3 separate regions of the Sus scrofa genome follow, and regions 2 and 3 are each linked to region 1. Evidence: chromatin contacts called from public HiChIP or PLAC-seq data. All regions are on one chromosome and are shown on one strand. The core of a region is the stretch at or near the end of the contact, and the rest is flanking DNA. Distances in the headings are between cores, read along the strand shown.

Region 1 (2,532 bases), core at 12-2,511:
ATCGGAGCTGTAGCCGCTGGCCTACACCACAGCCACAGCAATGTGGGATCTGAGCCGCGCCTGCAAACTACACCACAGTTCACGGCAACGCCGGGTCCTTAACCCACTGAGCAAGGCCAGGGATCGAACCCGTAACCTCATGGTTCCCAGTCAGATTCATTAACCACTGAGCCACGACGGGAACTCCCAGATACCATTCCTCTTACTAATTCCCATCTCCTGAAAAAACCCACATCCATCCATTCAATAAATATTTTAAGTAGCAACTACTACATACTGGTGCTGAAAGGGACGTTCCTCAGCAAAAGAGGTTCCAAATCCAATTAAATCAAAACCCTCCCAATGGTACCTACCGTCTGTTGACGTCGGAGTCAAAACCTTCACGAAACTCTTCTTCGCTCACTTCACAGCCCAGGATGTGGACTTGCTCTCCACTGAGCAGAGATAAGGGGGAGCGTCAAAGAGTGGAGCCCACGCTCCCTTTCCGGGGAGGACAGCGAGACTCTGCGAGATACTCACCGCAGTGCAGATTTCTTGATAAGTGCCTTCAGGAGACTGCGCCCCTCCCACTCTACGGAGTCTGGGGAGAGCGAGGGACGATAAGCAACCGGAGAACACTGAGGTTTCCAGCATTCAAGAACCAGTCGCGCCCTCCACCCCTGGCTGTGACCCACGGTCTTTCCTCTCCACTTCCGCCCCTTGTGCCCTACTCGGAAGGCCCTGTCCCTGTGATCCTCACCCCGCAGGAGCACCAGGCCACCAAAAGCCAACAGCGACTCCAACATTTCCAACACGCGTCCCGACCCTCTTCAGACGCCCTCTGATGGCGTCACGCTCCACCGCCCCGCCCCCTATAAACGAAGGGGGCGGGGCACCCACGATCCCTCCGATCCCTCTCAAGGCTAAGACCAGGCATACTCTGGAGAGGTGATTAGGTTCATTATTTCGGGGGCACTGACGCAGAGCGGCCCCTCCTGAGCCCTGGTGCACAGATGTAGGGACGAGGCCCCTCTCTACATTTTTACCGTGACCAGGGCAGGAAGAGCCGTTGGGGCAGTTGTTTGTGGGAGGGGGAGGTGGCCGCAGGAGCAGGTCCCGCCGTCAGAGTCTCGGGGGCAAGTGACGACACCCTGCCCCGCCCCCGCCCTCCGAGGCGGGCCGGCTTTGCTCCAGGCCCCGCCCCATTGCCACCCTCTGCGCATGCGCCTACTGGAGCCTTGTTGGGGGCACCTCCGCTTCCTTTATTCCCACCCCTACAGACCGAGCCCGGAGAACTTCGGTCCCGGTGAAGCGAATACACGTCACCACCGGAAGTAGTGTCAGAGGGGAAGAGGAGGGGGGAAGAAAGGAGGAGGGAGCCCTTTGGGCGGTAAAATGGCGCCTGTCAGAGTGGGAAATCCAGCTGCAGAGGCTGCAGCCCCTCTCCCCAGCGGCTGAGGCACCCCCGATCTCGGGGAGGGGGAGGCCGCTCCGGTCCAGCAATCCGCGCGCTTCGGCTCCCCCTCCCCTCCTTCCCTGCTCTCTCGCTCAGCCCACCCGTTCGCCGCCGCTGGCGCGGCCCTTCGCGCGCCGCTGCCCCCGCCCGCCCCTTTCCCGCGGGCAGCCCCCTAGCGCGCGTGCGCAGCGGGCCACCCTCCGCTTCCCTCTTCCCCTCCCCCTTCCTTCTCCCTCCCTCCCTTCTCCCTAGCCCCCTCCCCCACAGCCCCCTCCCCCAATTCTCCATCCCTTCCCTCCTGGTCTCGGAGGACCCCGTCGTGGCCCAACCTGTCTCGGCCCGCAACCTCCGCGAAGCCGTCGGTGTCACTCCCCGCCCATGTGGGCCCCCGCGGGCTGCCCACGCCTGTCCCCCAGCTCCCCGTTCTGCTGGGCTTTCCCCTCGTCGGGGGTGGCTTTTTGAGCCGCCCGCTCCCTGCCCCTCTCTGCAGCCTCTCCTGCCACTCGGGGCCCCCGTTCCCCCTCCCGGTGGCGGGGGGCTGCCCCCGGGGGGCTGGCGGAGCTGGGCCGCGGGGGCCCCGGGGCCGGCGGTGCCGGGGTCATCGGGATGATGCGGACGCAGTGTCTGCTGGGGCTGCGCACGTTCGTGGCCTTCGCCGCCAAGCTCTGGAGCTTCTTCATTTACCTTTTGCGGAGGCAGATCCGCACGGTGAGCCTGGGTGGGCGCTGGTGGTGGTGGGGACCTCTGTGTCAGCTGTGTTCTGGGGTTTTCGGAAAGTGTCGGGCCTGTGATTGGGCCTAGGAACCGAGTCCTGGCGGCGGCTTCTCCCGCTAGAGAATTAGAGCACCCATAGCTGGGCTTAGGGTGGGATGGGCCGAAGGAAGAAGACCCTTGTAGCAGAACAGACGTGAGGAGTGTGGGGGCGCGGTGGGGGGGGCTCGACGAGAACAGGGTTTGGCAATTCTTGGGGGATAGGGTGGTGGGTGGGGCGCTCTTTAAGAAAGCTGGAGCTGTTGCTAAAGAAACCGAGAGGCGGGGAACACCTGTTTGATGGCAGCAGATCTGTTGATGTGGGCTTGTTAGAGACCCTCCTATTA
Region 2 (2,532 bases), core at 14-2,513, 350 kb before region 1:
TACAGGCAGGACTTAAAAGTGCCCTGGCTGAGGAAGGGGCAGTTAGTCCCTACCCTTACCATTTCTGCGTATTCCAGCTGCTCCCCCTCACTGTACAGCTCTGGGGGCAGGTTATAAATCCGCAGGACGTTATCAGCACTATTGGTCAGGATGCAGGAACCATCAGGGGCCCTAGGAGTAGGAGAGAGAAGCCTGGATAGACCTGTATCTTGCGAGTGTTGGGCTTGAGCTGAGCAGACCTGTGGCAGAGGTGAGCCCCCTCCTCATCCTTACTTACCACTTACAGCCTTTCAAGAAGTTCTCAGGTTGGGTGCTGAACTCTGACCAGGAACCGCTAAGAAACCGGGGTAGCTGCGAGAAGCTGTAGTTCCAAGTGCTGGAAGGAAGATGGGGAAGACAAACCTGGGTCGCCAAAGCCAAGGAGAAATGGGCCTGGAGAAGTGGGGCTGAGGACTGGCGGATGAGATATATCTCACATTTCCAACCTCCTCAGATTCCTGAGCCAACTGCCATCAGCACTTACGTGTATCCCTCATCCTCTGGAGCGGGTTCCTCAGACACATCTTCCATGTCTTCTCCCGGCCCCAACTCTGGCTTGTTCGTTTCTTCTGCAGGAAGGCTCACTTTTTCAGAAAGTTCTTGCTCCTCGATTCGAGGGCTCAACTCACTAGGAGTATCAAACTCAGCTTCCAACGGAGTGGAGAGAGAAGCTGGGTCCCCTTCCCCCAGCTCCTGGGACACGGCCGAGCCAGCTCCAGGATCCGGGGATATCCGGGGCGCATCATCCCCATCGGGTGGCGGTGGCGTCTGTTCAGGGTTCGTATTTTTATCCATCGAGGAAGCCTGAGGAGAGAGACGGGCTGCAGCTGGGGCCTGGTCTGAAGGAAGGCAGTCCGGAGCTAACACTGGCGCCTCCGGGGTCTTCATACTGCAGAGGAAGCACGGCAAACATTGGCCGCGGCCAGGCAATCCTCTTCCCGCCGGCTACCAGCTGCCGGGCCTGCGGAACGGCAGAGACCGCCGTAAGTTCGCACGGATCCGGACGCAGAACTGGAGAAACCCAGCAGTGCCTTCTTTCTGCTCCCGGGATAGGACAGAAAACAGCCCCCCGCCCCCAGGCCTCGCGAGGCGAGGCGGGCGAACAGGAATGTTGGAGAGCTCGGCGATCCTTAGCCCTGTCGGTGGCTACGCGCCACCTGTTCTCGCGGGATTTGGGCCCACCATTCGATTGGACCTCCGCATCCCGGATCAGACTTCGCGGGCGACCCACAAGAGGGGCGGGGCAGGGACGTAACAGGTCACGGGTTACCGTTCCCCTCCAGTCCTGAATCTCCTAGTGCCTGCTGGGACTTGTAGTCCGAGAGCTTCTGAGTCAGGGAGATGTGTCTGAGCTCCTCGCGCTATCATTCTTCAAGCACCTACTCCCCTCCCCACCTGCAGAGGGCGCGAGCGCTATATTTGTTTTTACGGGGTTTGAACCTGTTTTGCATCTCAACTCCTCAGACCTCCGTCTCTTTTCATTCATTCAATAAATATTTATCATTGAGCTCTTCTTTGCTACCCAGTACTGTACTGGAAAAGACAAGAATGAATAAGATAGTAGGCAAGGTCTCTGCTCTCCTAACGCTTAGGTTGCTGTGTATTGAAGGCAAGGAACAAATTATTTCAAAACGTGATAGGGTCTAGGAAGGAAATTAAACAAGACAGTGTGATACAACGTAACTAGGAGAATACGTTAGCTTGGAACATTAAGGAAGGTCTTCCTAAAAATTGACATTTTAGCTAATGAGGAACTATCCAGCCATCTGGGAGAGCAGAGTTCCAGGCAAAAGGTGCAAAGGCTGTCTTTCTTTCACCTTCATGTCTGACTCGGGGACAAGTCTTTCAAAATGGTTTCCACCAATTCTGTTCTCACAGATCTGGGTTGTCGAATTTCTTCACCGCAAACTGTCAGTAGCTACAAAACCAACACAGCAGGAATCCTGACTCCCCTCACCCTCACCACCTCCGTCCGTCGCCACCGCCCGCAGGGTAATTGCTTGCCCTTACTTGTCATGGCGACTTTGTGCCAGGAGTCTCGCGATGGTTGCTGGGATTGGGATTTTCCCCTCCCATGTGCTCGGACTGGCGCTAAAAGTTTTGAGCTCCTCAAAAGTCCAGGGCCACCATCCTTGGCGCAGGTAGCTGCTGGTCTCCGGGGTCACCTGACGTCCCGTCTCGAGCGTGCATCCCAGGACAGTGACACGCTCTCCTGAGCTTCGGGTAAGCTCTTAACTGAGCCTGATGAATACTCTATGAGTCATGGGCTCTCGGGTCTGTGTATTTTCAGCTCAGAAGAAAGGAGGATGGAGGTGGAGCGAAAGATTTAGTGATTTGGGGGGGGGGGGGAAATGGAAGTTCTTCTAGCGGCATCAACAGAGGAATGCAATGTTGGGAGGCCTGAGTGTAGATGATAGGGATGTTAGGACCAACCGAACTAAAAAGCTGAACACCTGCGCCGGGTAGTGGGGCTTTGGGGAAAACTTGAGCCTG
Region 3 (2,532 bases), core at 25-2,524, 300 kb before region 1:
TGGTTCCCCAAAGGACATGTTCTTTCTGCTCCTCTGCACCACTGTATTCCTTTATCACATCTTCAGATGGACTCCATGCGCTTGTTTGTTTAAACTTGTTTAACTGCCTGCCTCTTCCTCAATATGTTATAAAATCCTTGTTTTGGGGACGTTATGTCTTTGTATCTTTACCACTTAACACAGTAATTGGAACACAGGGAGGGCTAAATAAATATTTGTTAAATGATTAATTGTACAACACAGGATTCTAGTTTCTGGGCTATTTTATTCACTTCTACCTAAATTTCTTACTTACCTTGGTTTAAGAATCCAAAGTTTTCCCTCTACCATCCTTTCTCTGTACTAATATTTCCTATTTTGAATATCCTCAACACTTAGATTCAAATCTTGTGCTAATAACCTAAGTTGCATTTGCCTTTTGGTACTGCCTTGAAATTCTTTTCTAACCTTTCATCATATGCATGATCAGAATCTTCTTAAGGCAAGAAGACTTTAACCTCATCGCACAGTTACAGGCGATCAGAAGAGTCCAGACTGGCGTGTGGACCGTAAAACCCGGCGCATGCGCACCAGGCTCTTTTTTGGGGGGGCATTTCGACTTTTTTTTTTTTCCCATTTGGAGCGTGCGCACCAAGAAAGACAAAGGTGGGGAAAGTGACCAAGCAATCATTCAGGCGCATGCCCATCCCTAACTTGTTCAAGCCCGGTGGAGTGCACTGTGGTGAAGGGGGTGTGGTCTGACCTGGAGCAGCAGAAATCCAATCCGATTGAGTGAGCTCGGTCCCTCCCTCCCCATGATTGGTTAGCTCTCAGTGTTGTGGGGCGGGGAAAGGAAGAGATGGGGGCGGTGGAATGGTGGGGGGGACGGAGAAAGAGAGCCAGTCTGGTTCTGCGCAAGCGCAAGTACGCGACCAGGAGGGGGCGCGAGAGAGTGAAAAGAAGTGTGGAAGCCCTGGTGCGCTGGCGAGCGCGAGCTGGGTCGCCAGCCTTGACGCCTGCGCCGTGGCCCTCGGGGCCCGCGCGCGGCGGGCGGGTGCCCGGTGCGCCTGCGCAGTAGGCGGCGGCGGCAGGGGGAGGTGGAGGCCGTGGAGCGGCAGCGGCAGCAGCGGGTCCCGGGACTGAGGCAGCAGCGGGGGCGGCGGCGGGCGGAAGCTGAGGTGACGAAGGCAGCGGCGGCGGCGGCCGATTCCCTCACGGTGGCGGAGACCAAGGCGGCGGCGGCGGACGGGGAGCGGCCCGGCCCCGGCCCCCTGCTCGTTGGCTGTGGCAGGGCCGCCGTGGGGCCGGCCCGGCTCCCGCCCCCCGCGGCTCCCCCTCCGGCTCCTCCTCCGGGGAGACGCCGGGGACCTGGCCCGGCCCGTACTCAGAGCGCTGCTGCAGCCGCCGCCGGGGGAGTCGGAGGCGGTGGCGGCGCCATGGGCGGCCTGGCCTCGGGGGGGATGTGGAGCCGGGACTGCCCGTCGAGGTGCGCGGCTCCAACGGGGCCTTCTACAAGGTGAGGCGGCGCGCCGGCCAGGAACGCGGGTCTTCAGCCCCTTCTCTCCAGCCGGAGCGGGGAAGAGTGGGGCGGCATTGAGGTTCTGGAGCTAAGCCCCGACCCTTAGAGCCTTAGACCTGCTCCCACCCGCAGCCCTCGGGGTGGTGGGGGGGGAGACCTCTGGAACTTAAACCCCTTCGTCTTATGTTTGGCCCGTCTATTCCGCCTGCCTTCACCCGCATCTCAGGAAAGAACATCAGGGTATTAATTGTGCTTAGATCAGCGCCCCCCCCCCACCTCCCAGAAGAGACCCCATTTACCCAGCGTCTCATTGACTTTTCCTGTCTCCTAGTAGAAGACATACCTTAGATCTTCATCACGTCTTCCCCACAGTCCTAGCACATGGAGAATTCTCTTTATTCTCCCCTATTGCCCCCTTGGGAAGGCCGTCCCATATTAGATCCTTTCATCTTCCTCGGAGAGGCCTCTGCCTACTGGCTCTGAAAGACTCACCCCACTTTCATCTTATATTTCTGTTCCCAACCCAAGGAGAAACGGTCAGAATCTGTTTATGACATTTAGTATCTTTGACCTCAGGAACTCTGGGCTGTACCAGTCAAGTTGCCTCGTAGCCATAAGGTGGCATCTTTTCACAAGTCTCTCACCCCACCCCTTTATTCCAAGATTAGCTGGTCTACCGTTCTCCCTAGGGGTGGTTTTGTGTTTGTCATCTCACTTTGACCTCGGATACATTTAGATCCTTCGGATAGTTTCATCCTAAGGAGTGTGAGCTTCATAGCCCTGATCTCTAAAAGGGGCTCTCATGAGGATTCTCTGTTTATTTAAAGCATTTCTTTCCACTTCTGGAAGACTTTTAGCCAACTCACCCAATTTGGGAATCTGATAGCCTTTTTTTTTCTTTCTTTCCTTTTTTTTTTTTTTTTTTTTTTTTTTTAGGAGCAGCTGACTATCTTTAAAAGATCATTGTTTACTTATTTCAGCTCCCTCCGTTGCCTGGGATTTGGTTTTTTAGAACTCCTTTTATTATCGCCTTC

The links. HiChIP or PLAC-seq counts read pairs in DNA pulled down with a chosen protein or histone mark.
Region 2: an H3K27ac HiChIP or PLAC-seq map of skeletal muscle shows a contact between it and region 1. The contact joins the promoter of WRAP53 here to the promoter of ELP5 in region 1. A contact is called at or near these places in 1 of 5 promoter capture datasets (liver), 3 of 47 Hi-C or Micro-C datasets (epiblast stem cells and skeletal muscle) and 2 of 2 datasets of contacts at active chromatin or transcription factors (alveolar macrophages and skeletal muscle).
Region 3: a contact with region 1 is called in an H3K27ac HiChIP or PLAC-seq map of alveolar macrophages. The contact joins the promoter of FXR2 here to the promoter of ELP5 in region 1. A contact is called at or near these places in 2 of 47 Hi-C or Micro-C datasets (blood and heart right ventricle) and 2 of 2 datasets of contacts at active chromatin or transcription factors (alveolar macrophages and skeletal muscle).

The regions. Positions count from the first base shown.
Region 1 is chr12:52,604,869-52,607,400 of Sscrofa11.1, reverse strand. ELP5 (elongator complex protein 5) reads right to left here and starts at 1,261. Exons shown (of 8, transcript XM_003131929.4): 1 at 740-1,261; 2 at 520-580; 3 at 354-434. The coding sequence starts at 785.
Region 2 is chr12:52,953,405-52,955,936 of Sscrofa11.1, reverse strand. WRAP53 (telomerase Cajal body protein 1) reads right to left here and starts at 1,263. Exons shown (of 10, transcript XM_003131944.4): 1 at 524-1,263; 2 at 278-376; 3 at 60-171. The coding sequence starts at 927. TP53 (tumor protein p53) reads left to right here and starts at 2,151. Exons shown (of 11, transcript NM_213824.3): 1 at 2,151-2,262.
Region 3 is chr12:52,901,999-52,904,530 of Sscrofa11.1, reverse strand. FXR2 (fragile X mental retardation syndrome-related protein 2) reads left to right here and starts at 1,274. Exons shown (of 17, transcript XM_003131974.5): 1 at 1,274-1,495.